Linked DNA regions of Zea mays: region 2 is linked to region 1. Evidence: chromatin contacts called from public Hi-C data. All regions are on one chromosome and are shown on one strand. The core of a region is the stretch at or near the end of the contact, and the rest is flanking DNA. Distances in the headings are between cores, read along the strand shown. Region 1 holds the start of LOC103655810 (lysosomal Pro-X carboxypeptidase). Region 2 holds the start of LOC100285077.

What was found. Hi-C and Micro-C count contacts between places; a contact is called where the count stands out from the background.
Region 2: a Hi-C map of tassel shows a contact between it and region 1, with 2.6 times the contacts expected there. The contact joins the promoter of LOC100285077 here to the promoter of LOC103655810 in region 1. A contact is called at or near these places in 2 of 25 Hi-C or Micro-C datasets (ear and tassel).

What each region holds. Positions count from the first base shown.
Region 1 is chr4:195,988,619-195,994,615 of Zm-B73-REFERENCE-NAM-5.0, forward strand. It overlaps LOC103655810 (lysosomal Pro-X carboxypeptidase), which reads right to left and starts at 2,153. Exons shown (of 7, transcript XM_020552289.1): 1 at 1,416-2,153; 2 at 1,236-1,348; 3 at 961-1,117; 4 at 628-906; 5 at 394-473; 6 at 239-288; 7 at 1-111. The coding sequence starts at 2,153.
Region 2 is chr4:196,459,632-196,466,284 of Zm-B73-REFERENCE-NAM-5.0, forward strand. It overlaps LOC100285077, which reads right to left and starts at 4,747. Exons shown (of 1, transcript NM_001165759.1): 1 at 3,332-4,747. The coding sequence starts at 4,725. The coding sequence ends at 3,799.

The sequences.
Region 1 (5,997 bases), core at 903-3,402:
TGTAGTATTGCTTGAGCCAGCGCGCTATGATCCTGGTCTCCTTCACTCGCACCTGCTTCAGCCACTCAGGGTCCTCCTTGCTGGAAAATCTCAGATCCACGTGGTGTGACCCTGCGATGTACACCATATATATGTTGTTTTAAACAATGTACAGATCTTATTAAATAGACAGGCAAAACACATGCACGCATAGTCGAATACATTACAAGGAATGCAGAAAGCTAAATTGCTCACTCACCTTTGGGCTCCACCAGCGCAATGATGCTGTCAGAGATGCTCTTCAGTACGCTGCGAATTGCCAAGAGGAAAAGAAAAATGTAACAAACTCTGGGTTTTTTTATTATATTCCTCTCGGAAAATTTTGTTTGAATTCATTTTCAAGTCGGCCATTACCCTCCAGTGCTCCACGGGTCCCGCAGCCCGTTGAAGAAGACGATGTTGCTAGCAGATTTCTTCAGGACATTCCCAATATCCTGAAACAAATTAAAGAAACCACTTATATACACATATTGACAGACAAAACAGAAAAGAAACGCCAACGAAGCCCGAAACCAGCCCAAAGCATCGTCGAACGGCAAGCAATTGAGCCCAGCCCAGCCCAGCTCAGCCCCAGCAGACGCCACTTACGAATCCGCCGAACTCGGTCTCGATCCAGAACGGGCGCGGCGGCAGCCCGGTGTAGTTGCGGCAGCTGTCGACGACGTCGGTGAAGTTGAAGGGCGACGGCTGCAGCACGCCGCCGTCGCGGATGCCGTACGCCATCACCATCACCTCCGTGCACGCCTGCCAGTTCCACCCGTCGTACATGCCGTGGGGGTCGTCGTCCTCCTCGGCGCGGAAGCACGCCGCCGCGCCCGTGTGGTTGTAGTACACGTCCATGGCGTCCCGGACCTGGGACAGCGTCAGCTGGGCGGTGCTGTTGCTGTTGCCGTCGTTGGCGGCGCCGGAGCTCGCCTCCGCCGACTCCGCCCGGCTGGCGTCTATGGCGCGGCACATGGCGCGGACTGGGTACGCCGGCAGCGGCGTCAGGAACCCCGACGGCGTCGGGTAGTCCGTCATGGCCGCGTACACCACCGCGCTCTCCAGCAGAGACGGGATGTCCTGCACGCTACTTCCACTGCATGGCGCATGCATGCATGTGCGTATCAGCGTATATATATATATATATATATAATAATAATAATAATGCCATCGACTTGACCGGGAATCCGGGATCCAGTAGTGGAAGAACTCACTTGCACATGGTGAATGTACGTCTCAGCTGTGCCTGGCCTTCTTTGGTGGCGAGCGCATCGTCGAGGACGTCCCACGACTTCCGGAGCACGTCGTAGCAGTGCTTGCTCTCGCTCTGGTGGCAACCAAGAAAAAAGAATCGAACCCAAACCATGCATGCATGCAGATAATTTCATATATACCTTGAAGTCGTCGGTGATGCGGTCGTAGAAGGCGTAGGGGTCGACGATGCCGTAGAAGCTGAGGATGGGCGCGGACGACGCGACGGCGCCCATGACGATGTGCGGGTACTTGAGGCGCATCCACGCGGCCAGCATGCCGCCGTAGGAGCCGCCGAAGACGACGACGGGGGCCGCCGGCGCGCTGAGGTTGGCCTTGAGGCTGAGCACGAACGACGCGTAGTCGGCGAGCGCCTGCGTGACGGTGAGGTAGCCCTTGGTGCGGGCGTCCCGGAACGCGGCCGCCCTGGTGCCCCCGAACGGCATGGACTCGCCGTAGTAGCGGTGCTCCACGAAGACGAGCAAGGCGCGGAACCGGGGCGCCGACTCCCACATGAACCCCGTGTTGTTGGTGAAGAGGTCCACGTCGCCCTCGTTGCCGGCGTACAGGAAGATGGGCGCGGTCGGGCCGCCCCAGAAGGTGTCGTTGACCAGGTACCGCTGCTGGAACGTCGCGTAGCTCGCCGGCGCGGAGTTGAAGTGGTCCAGCCGCTGCGTGTACCACCGCGTCTCGTACTGCACCGCCGGCGGCACGGACACGCCTCCACCACCGTCGCCGCCCGCGCGCGGTGAGGTGTAGTGCCGCTGCCGCCTCGCCAGCGTCGGCGGCGGCCGCCGGACGACGACCCGGCCCGCTTCAGATGGTTGGCATGAGAAGAGGAGAAGGAAGACGGCAGCGATGACGACTCTCTCCATGACCATCGACGTTGCAGATTAATCGAGAGTGACTCCTGGTGAATGAGAGAGGCTACTATCGATCTGATATCCTATTACGAGCTAGAGAATGGACTGATCTTTCTGTTAAGAGAAGATCGAAAATACAGTACGTACTAGTATATAGCAACCGACGTGCTTAAAAGTTGGAACTAACTAAACTAACTGCCGATGATGTGGGCAGGGGCGGATCTAGTAAACGGATATGGTAGTACACATGCAACGGATAATTATAGAGTTGTAATTATTTTATAAACAAAATAATTTATAATCATGCGGTATATATGTATACACATGTCATTTATTAGATACATTCATATACATGGTGTATATTTTATTTTGTTTTCTTAAAAAAATGTTTCTTTTTTTTAGAGAACAGGAGGGGGGGAACCCTACTGAAAAATTTATTAAAACTAGAAAATTACAGTTTAGAGCATACAGATAGTCATATTACACAAGGGAATGGTTAGTTATGACTGCCATTGCTGAAGCCAGTCAGGAATGGAGGAATCGAATCTTACCCGAGCTCTATGGATGACCAGGAGTAATTCTTTTATTAATTCATGTTTACATTGCTGTACCGTTGGATCTTTGTTCTGAAATAACCATGCATTTCGTCACATCCAAATGCTCCAAGTCATGAGGATAACTATCTCCATAGAGAAGGGAACATTGAGTTGTTGTTTGAGATTTGCCGAAGCCTCCTCGGGATTAGCAATTCTAGGAGGCGTCTGTTGGGGGCATTCGTCTTCCGAAGGTTCTCAAAAACATGATTTAACAATGTTTCTGGAGTTGTAATATATGAACAGGTATCTTCGAATTCGAATCAGAACCACAGTGGAAGAAGCACAAAGAACACGAAGGTTGATGCAGCGCCGAAGCTACGCGCAAGGGAGCTTCGGCATGACAGCAGAAAAGGAAACCGACTTAAAAGGGAAAAGGCTATTTAGACCTCGATGGATCACTAGAGTCATTAGTACATGTAAAGGGCATGGGTGTAATTTTACATGGGCTGCGTCCCGTGCCTATAAATAGATGAACAGTGCTCCCGTACTGTTCACGCTGACTTGACATTTGCTTTTGCATCACGTTCGTACCTTTGTTGTCTTTCAAGCCGAAGGTACAAAGTGTAATTTAATATTGTTTTTATTTTCTCATGATAATATAATGAAGATGAGTTGATAATGCTATATGACTGTTTATGTTATCTTTTTGTATTTTACACACTTCCTTCTATTACCTTCATACTTTCGATGTTCGAAGGTATGTCCTTCATGACTTTCGTCTGAAGATCATTATATCCTAAGGGAAATAATGTTTCGAAGGACGAAGGGCGTTGATATTTAACATTTTGTGTTGCCTTGTTATTGATTCATAGTATTTGAGAACAAGTCCCCAATAGCGTCAAACCAATTGAATTCCAGCAGGCCTTAGCAAAGTTGCATATGAGGAAGAGATGGTATAGTGTTTCCTCTTTTTGCCAGATACAGTTTTCGCACGTGTATGACTCAAGTGTCATGTTTTTCCTCCTCAGCATATTCCTTATGTTCAGTCTGTTTTTCAGCCACAACCAATAAAAAACTTTATGCTTTGGTTGACATTTATTTTTCCAAAGCGATTTGAAAATGTGGTGAACTTGAATATGTCCCATAAGATGCCTGTAAGTCTTCTTTGTAGAGAAAATCTCTGAACCCCAAATAAATTTCCAAATGTTCTTTGCATTGGTCACAGTGATTTGCCCCTATGCCTCATTTAGCTCAAGATACTGCTCGTAAGCCTGTGCAGATAGAGAGAGCTGAAAAATCTCGAAAAAATGTTTCTTTGTGTAGTACAATCATTTACATGTATGTTCTTTAAAGTTATGGATATCTGCGAGCCTTTTATTTTACTTCGTGTAGTTCCTCTCGGTCTAATCATCCTCATCATCGACTCGTATTGGACTACTACTCGTTTTCCTTCCGTGGGTTGGGCTGAAAGTCTGACACGGCCCTGGCTGTAGCCAGGCAGAATGTCCCACCATGCATCAGATGTCCAGCTTTCTGGCCCGCTCGTGAGTTCCACGGTAGGAAACGAGGAGCAAGTACTCCAACTCTAACCCAAAATGTTTGAGATCAAGCTCGAAACATTTCTGGAGATACAACAACCAAAGAACAAGTGCGTGAAACGGACTCATTTTCAGCACAGAACAGCACGGGAAGGACGACGGCCATTAACCTAGCTCCCTCGTCTTGGCAAGGTCGTTATCCCTGGTAAGCAATCCATGGTTAGACAGTAACCATATGAAAAGAAGTGAACTCTTGGTGGTATTTTTAGGTTTCCAGACCTAACCTAACTGCCATAAACAGGGAAAACTAAACTCCCCCACAGTTATTTATTGCATACAAGGACTCTGCATAGCACATACACCATCAGAAAAGAAAAGGTCCACATAATCTGATCATACTCATTATTAAGATACCTTCAATCAAGCTATCTAGCCCCTAGCTCATATCTATGTAATTCTCTGAAACGTGTCTTCTAAAAGACAACATAAGAGTGTGACCGTCCCAAACCCTCACTAATTGTTCTACCTCCTTGCTCATTAATCACATACAAAGGTAATAATAGCCAGGCTTGTATTACATAGCCCTGAAGAGGGAAAAGCATCAATGAACTCAGTTTGTATTGATCACTGGAATCAAATACATATTAGGAATTTAGGATCCTTAGTTTTGTACTTAAAGTCGACACAAACAGTGCAGTTGACATCTAAATCCCTCATGCACTTAAAAGTGCTAAGTTCAACTTGATTTGAATCTGCACAACCGACTCCAATAAATAATATCCATGCCGATGATCTGCCAACTTATTTCCCTACTTTTTTTTTTCTGATATAGATTTTTTAGAAGCCGCCTCCGTAAGGATAAGGCCAGTCTTAGACAAACTCCAGCCTCCGTTCAATATTTATAAAGACATGTGTCCTTCGTTTCCATCAATTAATTATATATAGAGGCGGTTGTCTGAAGACACATGACTATTGATTAATTAAAAAGGCATAATTGTCGAGATGTTCTTCTCTAAAGTTGACTATTAATTAGGTGGGCAATGGAAGGATTCATTTCTAGGGCACATTAGTAAGAGGCCAATTAAAGAAGTAGTTGTGTAAAAAAATATTCATAATTTTTCATGTAAAGTCCAATGAGGGGTTTTATAATAAAATTGTAGACCTTGGCGTTATCTACAACTTTACGGTTGGTAACTATCGAGGATTTCTCGGTAGTGAATTTTTATGTGGATACTCCACGTGATCTAGAGAAGAAAGTAAAGACACAAAGGCACGAGAGATTTATACTGGTTCAGACATTCCTGTGAGATAATACCTTACATTTAATGATTGGTGGCTATTTCTTTGCCAATCTGTCGTTTGTCGGACGCTCGATCCCTCCTTTATAATCTAAGAAGAGAGTTGGTTACAATAATGATAAGCCAAAATATTTATCGAAACCCACCCTGATCTATCAATCCCTTTTACATCGAGCATCTCAGTTACAACATCTTTGCTTAAATATGTCAATATATTTGTTGATCATTATCCTGATGCGAGGTCCTTAAGATTTGGCTCGGGTCTGAGTTGTGGGTGGTGGACCGAGTTGTACACAGTGAGTTGAACATGGTGAATCGGGTTGGTCACATATTCTAGTCCTTCGCATTACTATATTCTAAGGATGCTCTTAATGCATGTTGAATACTTATTTTCGATTGCCAAATGACATAAAAATAAGGCAACACAAGTTAAGAAGTCTGGACCTTCGTCCTCTAGTTATCACTTCTTTGAAGCGTTAACTCGAGGACG
Region 2 (6,653 bases), core at 3,497-5,996, 470 kb after region 1:
TTATTACATCTTCTATATCATTCTCTATTTTAAATTTTTCTCTGCAAATAGTGTTAAATAGTGTCATCTACAGTTTCATGTTCTCTATTTCCAGCACTCTATTGGAGAAAGTCTAATGTACGACGCATTAATTGCTACATTGTGACTGTGCATGAGACGTATGCGACACACTTATTTTATCTCAGTGATAGCTTCAGTACTAATAGGAAGCCTAAACAACAACGCGCATACGTATCTACAATTACACTTATTATATTTGAACTTGATGCTCGTCCAGCCACTATCTTACCTGCCAATATCATTTAGGTCGTGTTTGTTTTCGATTAAAATTAATAAAGATGTGGCTGCTCTACTGCGGGAACAAGAAAATCGCACACGTTTTGCGCCACCGAGGATTCTTTCCACGGTGATAGAGGCCACCCCACCTCATGAATCAAGAAGATTAGATATGCACAGATATAAATTCAGATGTCACTATTTACCATATTTTAATTCGAGTACGGATACGAATACATCGTCAGACGATGATTCGTCCAAAAGATTTTGGAAGATAGATGGACGACGATGACCCATGATGACAATCCTATCTAGATTAATCAAACAATATGCAGAAAATAAAAGAACAATATTTGTTAACAAAAAATTGATAAAGTTTAGCATCAATTATTTTAATCAAAGCATTGACAAAATAAAACTAGAATAATGAGCAACTAGGAAACAAACCGCTAGGCCGGTTTTGGTTTTGGCCCTAGGCAACCGTACCCCTCCTTCAATTGCTTCCACTCGATGTCAGGGATCTGTGTGGCGTCAACGAGATGGCAAAAGGCAGTTGGCGACGCGCACATTTGTTAGGGTTTAGGGTAATAAACAAGTAGCTGTTGGAGTATTTTAATTACTGTACGAGTAAATAAAAAAAGGTAAAACGAATTTTATTTTGGAAGAGTAGTGATTGGGAACCTCCAGTGAATTTCCGCGTATGTGTACAGCAATTTCCATCCTAGGATCGGATCCGTCCACGTACGTACGTGAGGCAAATCTCTACAGCTAACTCGTCATATCTACTAGACTGACAGGTTTTCCTTCCATGGAAGCGATGTGATGGTGGTACCAGTAGGCCGGGCGCCGTCGCACGCGCGGACGACGAGGACGTTGCCTTTACATTGCATTGCATTGCCTCTAGTACTAGTGCATCTGCATGCATGGCAGTTGGCAGGTCCTGCGTCGGCCGTGCTCGAGCTCGACTGCTCGTGAGCCCGGCGCGCGCCGGGCAAGCGGTCGAGCCACGTCCATCTTCGACGCATGAACGGGACCCCGGCCCCCTCCGATCTGATCTTGCTCGGCCGCCATAAATGGCGGCAGCAGCCGATCCACCACTTTTTGTTTCTTGCTGCAGCACATGTCGACCCAGCACCTTTTTGTTTTCTTGCTGTGCTCATCATGGACGAGACGTTGTATTTGCGTGTGTGGGTGTGGCGCTATACTAGCGTCCGCCGGCCAGCCGGCCGGCCGGCCCCGGCCTCGAGCCCTCGACCGGCGCCATGGCCGTTCATTTGTGCTGTACTGTACCACCGCGCCCGCCGCGTAGTACGCGTACAGTTAGATATACATCAGCTCTAGCTGCAGACGCCGGCCGTGCTGTTCCTACTTGCTAGTACGGCAAAGTACCACCAGCCCATCATGATGCGTGTGCCGGCCCCTTGATGAATCGGTCCTCCGAAACATTTCTAATATTTGAATTATTTTCGAAGTTAAACAGCAGAATCCTTGCATTCATGTCTGGGCGGCCGTGCATGCATGCCCAGTGTTGCGACAACACTTATGTTTTACGATTTTCTATTAGTTATCGTTTAGGACACAGACATGGTCTCCAAAAAATATAACTTTAACTGATTTTTTCTTTAAAATATAAATAAACTCTTACTTGTTAAGACAAATCCACTTATATAAACATTAAGTTTTAAAACTAAATAATAAAATAGTTATTTGTAGTCAAAAATTTATACCATCGAGTACCATGGTTTTTTTCTCTCTCTCATATTCTTTACTAATGAATGAAGAGTAGCATTGGTAGTTGGTGTTGTTCGAAAACCATGCCATACAAACAATACACTGCTGTCGGAAGGGCAGAGGAGTAATTCAATTGACTGCGTGTTTCTTTAAAGTGAGTGCAACTGCCTGCCAGTGCCTGCGTTGCATCGGAATTAGGGGCGTTGAGCGTTCCAAGGGGCAGCTGACATGCAAATATTTTGCCCAGGGAAGGAAAGCATCATCGGTTCCAGTGGCGCATTTAAGACCCTCCAGCCCAAGCCGGAGCTGGGCGCTCCAGATCAGATATTTGAAAATACTTGGGTTGGGCCGGCGGCCGTTCCACACGGGCTGTGTGCGTTCGCTATGGGACCGAATTTTACCGACTGAGGCCGAGTTCACGTGGTTCTGGGCCCGGCCCATGCCGGCAAAGTTCTCTTTTTTTTTGCGAAAGGCAAAGCTCGATCTCACCTGCTGCATCCATATCTGCCGGCTGATACGCGTGGGGTTACATTAAGCGCATGTGCCATGTTCCAACTTTTAGCCTTTTAGGCCATATTTTGAAGACGCGACCAAATCACTAACTAACTAACTAACTATAACCAACCAAACAGCACCTAATTGAGTTCAGTTTGCTTCCCGCACAACAAACAAGGAGCAGAGCTGATTGCCAGAGCTATGAAGATGAATTGGGTTTTCTTGATCGAGAACTGATTATTATTCTAGCTAGATGAAGATGAACAATGGCATTTCTAACACACTAAACGCGCAACTAAATTGAGGTATCAAAGATCATGTATGGCTGGACGTCGTCGTCGTCGTGTGCCCGTGCCTTGACTTGTCAAGTCTGCGCCGCCGTGCGCCTCCTTGTCTTTGACATGTGACACATGGGTTTGGCGTAGCTGATGGGTGGTCCGGGTGGGCCATGACATACTCTATAGGCCGGCCCACCAAGCCACCAGCCCACCAAATTCAGCAAAAAATGCAGCGCATGTCCAGTTCAGCTCTCGCAGTGGTGCAGGTTTGGGCTTTAAGTAACATGCAACAGTATCACCAATAGAAAAAAAAATAGCAGCATCATAGGGTTACGCGAGTACATCCTATCATTATAGATTATACTAAACTATTTATAAAAACTTTATTATGGCATACCTTATGAAAAAATCCTAGCTACGCCTTGGTCTCGGTTCGTGAGCCGGACACCACACTACGCCATGTGTGTGTGTTGTATACCTTGCGTAGAAGAGTGGAGTTAGTTCTCATTCACTAATCATACATACACACCAACTTTTAACGCAAACATACTACATAAACACAAGCGTACGTACAATTCAACAAGTCACAACATGCATACGTGTACAGATTATGGATGATACACATGGGTGGCCTCTTCATGCTTTTGGAAAGGCCATGTCGTCCCATAGTATACACACAGCACAAGCAAGCACAAGTGCACTGCACTGCACTGCACAACCTCACACACACAATTCTAACTGCGAGATCGACTGAAAATAACAAACCAAAAGATCGGGGCAACTACTACTACCTGGGATCTCAAGAACATGCATGCATGGTGGTAGCCTAATAACGCTGCTGCCACGCCACTTTATTATCTGTCCTTGATTTAGCTTAATCTCCTGACTAATAACCACAGTTAAAAATCTGCACTTTGTAAGCGCATAGCCCTGTTGTCGCCATCAGGTCCGTCCGTCCGTTACAGCTAGCAGACGGCACGAGCGGGGTAGGGTGGTGGGTGGACGCTGCCATGTGCCATCAGCAGCGCCGGTACTGGCACGACGGCGCAGGAGGAGGAGGAGCGGCGGCGAGCTGCGCGCAGACCTCGGCGAAGGCGGTGAGGATGGCGGCGTGGTGGCGCGGCGCGTTGAGGGCGAGCAGGCGGCGGAGCATGCCGCGGAGGCCGTCCCAGTCGCACAGCCCCGTCTCCAGCACCATCTGCACCATGCTGTCGCGGAAGTCCGCGCGCGGGTCCGACGACTCCTTCTCCACCGCCACGCCCACGCCCACGCCGTCCTCCGCCGCCCTCCTCCTCATCTTCTTCTTCTTATTATTATGGCCGACTGCCGACGGCGCCGCGCGAGCTGGTGACGCCTGCTCCTGCTGCTGCTGCTTGTGGAGCGACGACGACGCTGGGTCTTGGTACTGTTGCATGGGGGCGGTGGGTCCAGCTCCGTACACGACGACGCGCGACGGGTGGCAGTGGTAGTAGTAGCAGCAGTCGGAGGAGGAGTAGGCCGCCGACGACGCCGCGTAGCCGCCCGTGCTGCGCGTGGCGGCCGACGACGAGGAGGAGTACGAGGAGAAGGAAGCCGTGGTAGAGGTGGAGGCGCAGGAGTAATGCTCACCGACGGCGGCGGCGCCGCCACCACTCCTCCTCCTTGTCGTCGTCGTCGCGGCAGCTTTGCTATTACCACCCCCACCCAACAGCTGGCTGCAGGGCTTGAGGAAGGACGGCAGGCGGAGCAGCCTCGACGTCGTCGGGCGGCACCCGCCGCACCCCGCGTCGGCCACCGGGGCGTACCGGCGCCGCCCCACCGGGAACTGCCTCCCGCCGCCTCGCTCTCTCGGTGTTGACGACGACATCGCCGGCGCCCGCCCGTGATGTGCTCTAGCTTCTGTGTGATGTGTCTGCTGGTAATTGCTTGCACGCTGCCCTGGTGCGTGGTGCATGCCTGCTTGCATATAATGCAACTATGCAAGTGTGTGGAATGTGGATGATGTATGACGGAAAGAAGCAGAGGAGGTGTGTGTATATATATATACTAGGTGGATGCCCGTGCGTTGCAACGGAAACATATCGTCAGTACAGGGAATATATTCTGGTGTACAATTTTCACTAAAATTCAAAATCAACGGACGGCTGGAACTGGAAGCCAGGTGTAGAGGACAACAGTGCGCGCCGTGCGCGGATGCCGGACCACAAACTTGCGACATCATATTCAGAAATAGCATCAAATGATATACAGTAGTTGTTATAAACATCCATCCTCAAACTTGCGACAACTTAACAGAAGCGACAAGGGTTTACACGCCTGATAAAATAACATCTCGATCTACATCAAGCCACCACTATTGATTTTATTGGCGGCGTTTATGTACTCGAATGATTTTATTGGTGTTTATGTACTCGAACAAACCAAATGTAGACATCGAACTACAACAAATGAGATAACAAAATTGTCCACCACCATAGCAACGGGTCCAACTGATTACCTCAAGCATACATTACGCATCCAACCCCGATAGCACAGAACCACGATCACCAATTCACCATAGAAGAAACATTTGCACAAGAGACGAACGGCAACGGAGCTGGATGCCTGGACAGCAGAGAACACGGAGGCAACCGCGCCTACAGGATTTGCAGCACCCCGGTCCAGACAGGGTAGATGAAGAGCAGGAGGATGCCAATGGAGTTGGACACGCCATTGCCCTTCCTGAAGGCGTTCCTGAGTCCATAAACACATGAACAAAAGGGATCAAAGACTACTGGTGCCTTCATCTTGACAACGAGCCATAACCCAAGTGGTCTTAAGGAGGCACCGATTTTACTGATTGAAAAGTTTGTAAACTATATGAACATTTTTGAACTAAACACAAAATCACGTCTACTGATAAAGCAACACAATATAAATCTGCTCAAAGGCTGCGAAATGGTGAACTCAAAATGTCAAGGAATCCACCTTCGCAAGCTTGATCTTTTCCTGGAATTCGTGGAGGCGGGTGCTGAGGCAACCGAAGCGGTTGATGTTCTGCTGGTCTTCCAATGTTACCCGCGTCCCGTGTCGTTGCATGCGGAGTGGAACCAATCCCCCAGCCTTCTTATTGCCCGCACACAAACACCCAGCATTCTTATCGCCTGCAGTTACAGATCATAACAAAAATGGCTGTTGCCAATGGAGTAAGACATGTTTGGGTTGGATAAAACAGTCTCATGTCCATTTCAAGCTGCAAGATGAATGCAATAGGCGTATGCAAATTGAAGCAACTCTTCTCATGACAGAGGGTATGCATTCCTAGTTGCAAGAAGAAATGAAAACATTGACACAAGATTTTGACAGATCAACAAACCAAATTTAGCAAATAAAGGAAACTAAAGCTTGAAGATCCTATGTATCTTGATCATCAATTCCTCGCTAAAGCTTTCCAATCAACCTAACATGTAAGGATTTATCTATTGCAGACCCAACATAGACAGAGGTTGGCCATTAAGTTATTTGTGCATCAGTTAGGAACCATTCAAGCAGAAGACGTGAAACTAATCACCCTAAGACTTTAGTGATATTTGTGAGGTAACACTAGAAGGGGTTTACAAACGACATTAACTTTGAGATTGAAGAGCTCTGTTGAGATCTCCTCCATGTAAACCCATTTGATTATGACCTGTGTAGACAAATGGCTAATAATAAGTCAACAATTTTTTCATGAAAAATGCCACCAACTTATTCAGTGTCTAGCACCTTCCTGGAAATATTTCTTAGCAGAGCGAACTCTTCCTTTGTCTTTTACTAAATAATGCAGCTGCACGAATAGGAGCAAAAGGAAAAGGAAGAATTGCAGTTAAATTTATGAGATTATATGTAGTTCATGAACATAGGAGCACATACACT